Linked DNA regions of Mus musculus: region 2 is linked to region 1. Evidence: chromatin contacts called from public HiChIP or PLAC-seq data. All regions are on one chromosome and are shown on one strand. Each heading gives the region's core, a stretch centred on a gene start, on an enhancer-like site or on the middle of the called end of the contact. The rest is flanking DNA. Distances are from core to core; before and after follow the strand shown. Region 1 overlaps Gm42266 (a long non-coding RNA gene). Region 2 overlaps Bach2 (BTB and CNC homology, basic leucine zipper transcription factor 2).

The links. HiChIP or PLAC-seq counts read pairs in DNA pulled down with a chosen protein or histone mark.
Region 2: a FOXA1 HiChIP or PLAC-seq map of pancreatic cancer cells shows a contact between it and region 1. The contact joins two enhancer-like sites. A contact is called at or near these places in 4 of 484 Hi-C or Micro-C datasets (bone marrow-derived macrophages, embryonic fibroblasts, muscle stem cells and 1 more) and 5 of 115 datasets of contacts at active chromatin or transcription factors (the 230-238 cell line, embryonic basal ganglia, embryonic fibroblasts and 1 more).

The regions. Positions count from the first base shown.
Region 1 is chr4:32,172,524-32,176,844 of GRCm38.p6, forward strand. All of the region lies in intron 1 of Gm42266 (a long non-coding RNA gene), which reads right to left. Among named protein-coding and RNA genes, the nearest start is that of Gm42266, 12 kb to the right of the region's middle. Within about 2 kb of position 2,403, at least 22 of the 459 cell types and tissues checked have an H3K27ac peak or open chromatin away from gene starts, as enhancers often do. A contact at or near this core is called in pancreatic cancer cells, where this site is marked.
Region 2 is chr4:32,517,156-32,521,463 of GRCm38.p6, forward strand. The region is part of intron 2 of Bach2 (BTB and CNC homology, basic leucine zipper transcription factor 2); the gene reads left to right. Among named protein-coding and RNA genes, the nearest start is that of Bach2os, 52 kb to the right of the region's middle. Within about 2 kb of position 2,171, at least 71 of the 459 cell types and tissues checked have an H3K27ac peak or open chromatin away from gene starts, as enhancers often do. A contact at or near this core is called in pancreatic cancer cells, where this site is marked.

The DNA.
Region 1 (4,321 bases), core at 1,153-3,652:
CAGCCAGGAAATCCTAACAATATGGCTGCCTACCCTAAACAATGGCAATACTTTTGACATTCCAATGTGGATGGGGGGATCTCACGGCTAGGTGAAGAGCTGCAGGAAATTAACAGATGAGAAAGAGATAATCTTCCCCGGGGATTAGCTCACAACTGGTTATCCGATGCCAAGTGGTCTATCCTAAAAACATGTATGCAAAGAAAATGAAATGAACTCAGCATGCTTTATTATGTATTTATTTGTGTGTGTGTGTTGGATAGTTTTATGTCAACTTGACACAAACTAAAGTCACCTGAGAGGAAGGAACCTCAATTAAGGAAATGTCTCCAAAGATTTGGCTGTAGGCAAACCTGTAAGGCATTTCTTTTAAACCAGCGATTTGATGGGGCAGGGCACAGGCCATTGTGCTTGGTGCCACCCAGGGACTGATGATCCTGGGTTCTATAAGAAAGTAGGTTGAGCGAGCCAAAGTGATCGAGCCAGTAAGCAGCACCATCCATGGCCTCTGCATCAACTCCTGCCTCCAGGTTCCTTCCCTGACTTCCTCTAATGACAGATTATGTCAGTGTAAGTCAAATGAACCCTTTCTTCCCCAACTTACCCTCCCTCGCTCACGATATCATCATAGCAATAGCAACCCCAATTAAGACACTCTCTGTGTGTAACCGATAAAGAAAAAGAGCCCATGAACTGGAGAGGGAGTTGGGGAGGGGCATGGAAAAGGTTGGAGAAGGAAGTGGGGAGTTAATATGCAAATCCAGAGCACACATATGAAGTTAAAAAGATAAGCTTAACATTTTGAAGTTATAAAGATAAGCCTAACATTTTGAAGGAAGGACATATCCATAACCAAGGCTTTGCTGCTTAGGTGAACCCTAAACAAATATGGTCCTTATTTACATCCATCAGCAATTGCTGAGGGGAAAATGACAATGGGGTCATCTTTTTTAAAGAAAGTAAGCATTTGGTTCTCATCTCTGTGGTGAAACACCTGACATAAACAACTTAGGGGAAGGAAGGTTTATTAAGTCACAATTTCAAAACATGACCCCTGAACCCACTGCCTGGGCCCTAAAGTGAAGCTGGACATAATGGTGGAAATGGTATGGTGGGACACACCAGAGGCTGCCCACCTCTTGCTGGCTCGGAGTAAAAGAAGAGCAACAAGAGGCCAGAGCCCAGACATTCTCTCAGAGGCACCGTGACCTCTTTCCCTAACCAGGTCCACCTTCCAAGGCTGTACCACCTCCCAATGGTCAATTCAGATTTTGATCCCATAAGTGCAATAAGCCATTGATTAGACCTAAGTCCTCATGATCCAGTTGTCTCTGGAAATCCCTTTATAGATGCATGCAGAGGCGTGCCACATCCATCTAGACCCCTTTCCTTTTTCGCGTTCTCTCCTACGTTTATGTTTATTATTCTTATTTTATGTATATGAGTGTTTTGCTTGTGTGTCTGTCTGTGCACCAAGCACGTGGAGTGCTCTCAGATACTAGAAGAGGATGCTGGATCTTCTAGAGCTGAGTGGCAACAGACAGTTGTTACGTGCATCTGGGCCTCTTTCAATTCAACCAAGCACAGTCAAGATTAGCCATCATGCTCAAAGGTCAGGATGTTTGTTCCCATGGCTATGTAGCGACACTGCAGCATTTCATCCACGCCGATTCTGGAGAAAGATATGCATTATAGAAAGGCCTTCTTGTCCCACGCAAACTGGGTGAACATCCCAAATAAGGAATCTCTCTTACATTTACCTTAGGACACGGGACTCCCGTAGACAGAGATTTATTTGAAAACTGTACACAGAGAATCACTAAGTTCTGGGACTTGTCGATTCCTTAGATTGCCACCACAGACACCAAATCCCCTTTCCACTGTGCAAGCGTCCCCACAACCCTTGTCATACTTGGACCACGATGGAAAGCAGACCAAGGTCTGAAGAGGGTGGATTTAGGCACAAGGGAGCTTTTGAAAGCTTGCTTTGATGTCTCTGGTTTAAATTTACAGCCCCGTCCACTCAGACGAAGAGGGGGCCACCGTGATGCACCGACGAAGGCGGAGAAAGCATTCTCAGTTGTGTTTCTAGCCTCGAGATGCTCTCCACACCTAAGAGTGGTACTCCGAGATGGAAGACCGCTACTCCTCAGATCTATTCTCTTCCAGTCTCAGTGGCAGCTCCATGCTCTCTGCTTTAAGATAATTTCTAGCTCGCCCCGTCCAAACTACAGCACCAAAGCCCAGCATGATACAGAAGTCCTGGTCTTTGATAATGAAATGCTTTCCCCTTCAGGACCTTGCCTACCTCGATTCTTCCTCTAAGCATATGCTCTGATTAAAAAGGACACAATTAGAGTCTTCTCCCCCTTCTCATCAGGGTATTAGTCTTTGCTGACCCAACGCTGACTCATTCCGTGATTCATCTCCCCAGTGCTCTCGGAGGGCAAATAGGTGTCAAGTCTGGGGGGACGAGCTTCTGTGAACGCGCTTTTTACTGGAACCTATCCTACCTCAAAGCTCTTCTGCCAGATTCCATTAGGAAATTGCAAGCAGATGCATAGATCCAAGTGCCCTCTTCACTCCTCCTCATAATATATACACATCAGATTTCAGGGAGGGGCTGAGCTGACTGCCTCTCATGATTTCTGGGCACAACAGACATGCAGGCCAATGTGAATCCCAAGCATGCAGCTCCTGTGTGCATGAATACATATCACATATCCCCTCTCATCAGTGAGAAACTACGGAGCTACCAGACAGGGGGAGAGCAAAGTGACAATCGATATGTTGTACTTCAGAATGTCAAGTGAAGGCCATAACAAGATGGGCAGCCTGCCCCAGGAATTTGAAAAGAACAGAAATACCTAAGGATTGATTAGGGGCCGGGCCAAATTCCAGGCTTGAACTCAATCACAAATTATGCTAAAAGCTCCCAAGGGATGGCTCCAATTGGCGATTTTTTTTTGAGCATGCATTCCGTTCTTCTGATACAGACATCATTCCTGCCTGGGAGATGACTGGAGAATTAAAAGCTGGAGCAAAAAATGAGTTCAGGAAGGGCTGTTTTCTCATCCGAATGCCCTCGATCTCCCTGAGACATCTCCCACAGTCTTTAAAAATGAGTGGATTTTATTATTCCGCTTTGCCATTCTGGCCCATCATGAAGGCCAAAGCCAGCATTCAGAACAATAAGAATTATCTCAGATGACAATGGCCAGGTCAGAAGACTGCACTGTGGCAGACAGACTTCCAAGCAGAACTGTACGAGGCAAGTCGAAAGGCAGGTGTGGTCAACCTTTAAGGAAATGTCCTTAAAGGGGTTTTCCTATTCTTTCAGGAACATTTAGGTCTTGTCTTTTTCCTGTGGACAGAGACATATACTTAATCACTAGCATATTGTATAAGAGAAAAATATATAGACCTTCAAGACCTTCAAAATATATAGCCACAGTTCCAACCTTCATTACCAGAAATAACTAGAGGAAATGAGAAGCAGGTGGGGGAAGGCTTTCCTGAGCGATGCCAGGACTCCGCTTTAATTCAGCTTGTGGATGGCCTGTTCCCACCTCCCCGTCTGGCTGACCATATATTCAGAGGTCAAACTACTAAAATCGAGCAAACACACTCAATTTCCTTTAGACTTAACCTCTGCAGTAAGAAGAAGCACATTTCTCTTGAGACGACGTGAACTTCAAGGGGTCTGAATTAATCAAAGACAATGCTAAGACCATGTGGTGTGGTGGTGGTGGTGGTGGTGGTGGTGGTGGTGGTGGTGGTGTGTGTGTGTGTGTGTGTGTGTGTGTGTTTGTGTATGTGTGAAATGGGCACTGGAAATCTAAAAGGAGTTCTTTATTTCTCCAATGGATAAATTATATCTTCCAGAGAATAGTGTACAAGGTCTGTTGGCATTGGCAACCATTCCCTTGGCGTTAGTATCTGACAATATCTTTTGTTAATGGCTGGTAAGTGGACAAAGCGAACACAGGGTAGACCTAAGGACACACCTCTTCTCCCTTCCACAAAGAACCCACATTACTCCCTTTATGTTCTTTAGGCAGCTGTTTTAGTCCTTTGAAATTTAAGAACTGCCCAAGAATTTAAAAGTGGTCATTAGCATATGCTTTGAATATATACCAGAGACTACTGTCCTGCACAAAGGGAGAGTAAGGCCATTCACAATTCAGCATTCTACTTGAAGCAAGATCCTTCTTTGTTAGTTTACAGCCTAGCTCTGGGAGCATCTCACATAATTTTGGTAGACAAAGGGGGGGGGGAGGGCAGGAAATGAGTTTAAGCCCTGCTTCTACCTCTTCCTGAA
Region 2 (4,308 bases), core at 921-3,420, 340 kb after region 1:
TATGCATTTCCAATATAAAAATGAACTCATGAATATAATTATATGAATATGTATGCATGTGTGGGTTATAAATAGACATATGTGCACAGGTACCTTTTATTAAAAAATAAAAATAAAATGAAATGAACCAGTGGGAAAGGCCACTGCAGCGTGATTGGACACTGTGAGTGCGCTGTCACGAGAGAAACTGACTGCACCTTTGAATCCACTGTTGATCTGAACATCTTAGATATTCTACAAAGTAAAACCTTTAAAATAGATTTTAACAGATAATAATCAACAAACATGAAATTTAAAGACAAATAGAAAAAAATGAACCCACTTTTATTTTTTAATTTTTTGTTAACAACAGAGAAGGAAAATAGATTTCCCTTTTTAAATTTAGAGCTATTAGCATATATCATCTGTGGATCATTCTTTAAGAAAACTAGAATGAACTTTTAAAAATTATCATTGTCACAGAGACAGGGTGATGGGAAGTGTCCTAGATTAGAGGGAGCTAGCAAGCCCAAATGCAGTGTGTCATCTGGCCTATACTGCGACCCTGAAGGGCATCCAGAGCAGGTAGAAGCTAAATATAAACTGGGAGAGCTTTGCCTATGGTTTCAACATTGCTTTCTCTGGATATTGTTCTTGTTCTCAGTTGCATGGCGAAGTACTTGGAGTTAAAATGTCATAGTGTCAGGACTTACTCTCAGATGGTTGGGGAGGAAGAGGGCGAGATTTCTATGTGATCTTACAAGTATAGATAGATATTTATAAAAAAAGGAGGGCATGAAACTTGGCAAAATTTAGCAATTTAGCATAAATCCATCTCCTTCCAGAATCCCAGATTCACCCCCAGATAAATATAGATGGCGGTGGTGCATCTCTTTCATCTTTTCTGTGAATCAGAATTTTCTGGTTTAACAAAAAAAAGGGGGGGTTGGGAAAAAACTGGAGTTGTGTTGTGTTTGTTTGCTTGTTTGTTTTCTATAGTGTCGTGGTCTTTCAAGAAGTCCCTCCTGAGCCAAGTCGTCAGCTCATGGCTGTTGCCTCTGCTGCTTGAGAGGCTGAGACACAGGGTCCTCTTGAGCCTAGGAATTTGAGGTTAGCCTAAGCACCTATTCCCAGCGTGAAGGAGGCTGGGGTGGAAGGAAGGTAGGGAGGGGAGGAGAAGAAGAAAGGGGTGGGAAGGAGAATGGAGGGAGGAGAAGAAGGAACTGAAAGAGGGGGAAGAGAGGTTACAGGAAAAGGGAGGAGGGGAGAAGAGAAATTTCTACTGAGTACCCGTGCCGTGCCCAGTCGCGTTTTAAGGCAGAGTATTTAGCCATGGGGAAACACAGTCAACAGCCACTCTCATGGGCCTATATTTAGCATGTAAAACAAATAAGGAAATGTGATCATTTCAATTACAATAAGTGCTAGAAGCAAAATAAAGCAGAATAATATTACAGATAGTAACTGAGAAAAAGTGACATCATCTTGTATGTCTAAGGAAGACAGCCTCTTCAACAGGGGTGGAAAACTGGACAGCCACATGTATAGAAGAATGGAACCAGAACTCTCTCCCTCTCAGTCTGTACAAAAACAAACAAACAAACAACCTGCAAATGGGTCAAAGGCCTTATTATGTAGTACATGAAACTCTGAGGGGGAAAAATAGGGAAAACTCTGAGATATAAGCATAGACAAAGGCTCAGGGATCAAGGCCAACAGTGGACAAATGGAACCTCGTGAAACTGAAGGGGCTTCTGTACAGCAAGGGAGCTAACTGACTGACTAACTGACTGACAGACTGGCTGACTGACTGACTGGCTGGCTGGCTGGCTGACTGACTGACTGACTGACTGACTGACTGACTGACTGGCTGACTGGCTGGCTGGCTGGCTGGCTGGCTGGCTGGCTGGCTGGCTGGCTGGCTGGCTGGCTGGCTGGCTAGCTGGCTGAGAGTAAATATATAGAGTAAAAGAACTCAGAAAACCACAAGAAATCAAATGGCACCATCAATAAATGAGCTGGTGAAACAAAGTTCTCAGAAGATGAACTACAAATGGCCAGTAAACATGGAAAAAATGTTGAAGCTCACTAGCATTAGAGAAAAACAAATCTAAACTAAGCTAGGATTCCATGTCACTTACTCAGAATGACAGTCATTCAGTAAACAAATAGCAGGGCCTCGGGTGAGCTCACTGAGTAAAGCACTTGCCAAATCCTGTTACTGTTGTGTTGCTATGCAGAAACGTGATGACCCAGGCAGCTTATCAAAGAGAAGCATTTAACTGGGGGCTCACGTACAGTTTCAGAGGACTAGTCAACGGCCTGCATGGCAGTAGTCAGGTGCCTAGGCAGACAGGCAGGGAGCAAGGGCCGGAGGGCAGGGTGGGGGGGGGGGGTGAGAGAAGGAAGGATGGAGGGGAGAGAGGGAGACTGGGCATGGCATGGGCTTTCTGAGACCTCAAAGCCCACACCCAGTGACACACCTTCTCCAACAAGGCCATACCTGCTAACTTATCTTAAACCAACTGGGACCAAACCTTAAAATATATGAGCCTTTGGTTGCGTGGGGGATTCTCACTCAAACCACCCCACCATGCAAGTTCAAGGTCCTAAGTCTGAATCCCCAGAAGCCATGTCAAGCCAGGCGTGTGTGGCGGCAATCCCAGTGCTCCTACAGCAATCAGAGAAGCCAGCATGGAGGCAGGGAGCAAGAGACTATCTCAACCAAAATAAAAGACAAGGACTGATCCCCGTGTTTCTCCTCTGACCTCCATATATGCACGGTGGGATGCATGTGCCCACATGCATGTGTGCACACACACGTGCTCGTGTGTGTGTGTGTGTGTGTGTGCATGCACACACATATGACGGAAGGGAGGGAGAGAGATTGAGAGAGAGAGGAAAGAAAGAAGGAAGGAAGGGAAGAAGGAAGGAAGAAAGAAAGACTGTTAGCATCTCCTTTCAAATGGAAGCATTAAATGCAGAGTTGAGACTTGCCTGCCAAGGGCCAAGGACAGAACAGGATACAAGTAGTGTCTACTGTGATAGTCCAGGAAAAAGGTAGTTGGCACAAAGGAAGACTGCAAAGAGAGAGAGAGAAGAATCCAGGATAACTGTTGATTAGACAGTTGTGACTTACCAGTAACTGAAATGGAAAAATCTATACAAGAAGCAGGTGGGAAAAGGGACAAACAGTTGGGTGGACTTTCTGCAAAGGGCTCCAGTTGCTTAGGACCTAAGGCCAACATGTATCTAACTCGTGGCTAACAGAGGTAAGAAACGAAGCCATCCAGCAGAGGGATGAAGCAGGTCCCGGGTTCTGCTAGCTATCTCACAATAGGATCATTAGAGTGCCTTATAAAAACCTTGTCATGGAACTTTTCAGTTTACAAATTAACTCACTGAAAGTTGGTGTCTGCCGGCTCAGAGGGAAAATGTTAATTTCCAAGCTGCAGTGACTTTTGCTCGGGCTCCCACTCCCTCCCAGAGCATATAAGGGGGCTCATCCTGCTCTTGGTGCTGATGGGAGTTTCAGCGAGAGAAAGAGAAGAGTGATACTGAGGATGTGGCCCTGTTCACAGTGACACGTGACACGGAATTAGTGGACGCAGCCCTGCAAGGTTCAGCCAGAGTGTAACAGTGGTTCCCAGACATTTTTTGCCAGTGACCTCTGACGTGTCACTAAGTTTCACAAGCCGCCTTTCCTTTTTTTTTTTTAAGCCAATTTTCTCTCTATTCTTTGCCCCAAAAACAGCTCTGTTTGAGACATACATTCTAAGCATATTTTGTTCCTCAAGAGCACGCCCCGGCAGCTTTGACACTATTCGTTAGCATTCCTTTGCCTCTTCTGCTCGCCTGCCCTCCGAGATTCTGCAGTCTGCTCTTAAAATAATGCCGACCTATTTATTCAGATCCTTGCCCCACTCCCACCCCCAACCCCTCAAAAAAAAAATGGCAAAGGCTTTTCATGTGAATTCTTCAGGAATGGCTGAAGTTCTACAGACTGGTGTGCTTAGAATAGAGACTTGACAACAAGGGCCCGTAGGAGGTGCTCATGGCAGACACGGTGGCCTTTGAACCCTCCGCCTGGAGAGCCTTGTTTCTGCAGCTGTGTTTTATTAGGTACAGTGTCAGGCTGCCACGGTGAAAAAGTTCTAGAAATCTGAAAATCTTGACGTCAGATTAAAGGCTTCTGAAGCCAAGTGTGGTAGTAAACACACGTAATTCCAACACTTATAAGACTGAAGTATCGTGTCACAAGCTCTGGGTCAGCTAATAAGAAAAGGGGCTTCTTGTTGGCGGGGGATTATTTGTTGTTTGTTGTTGTTT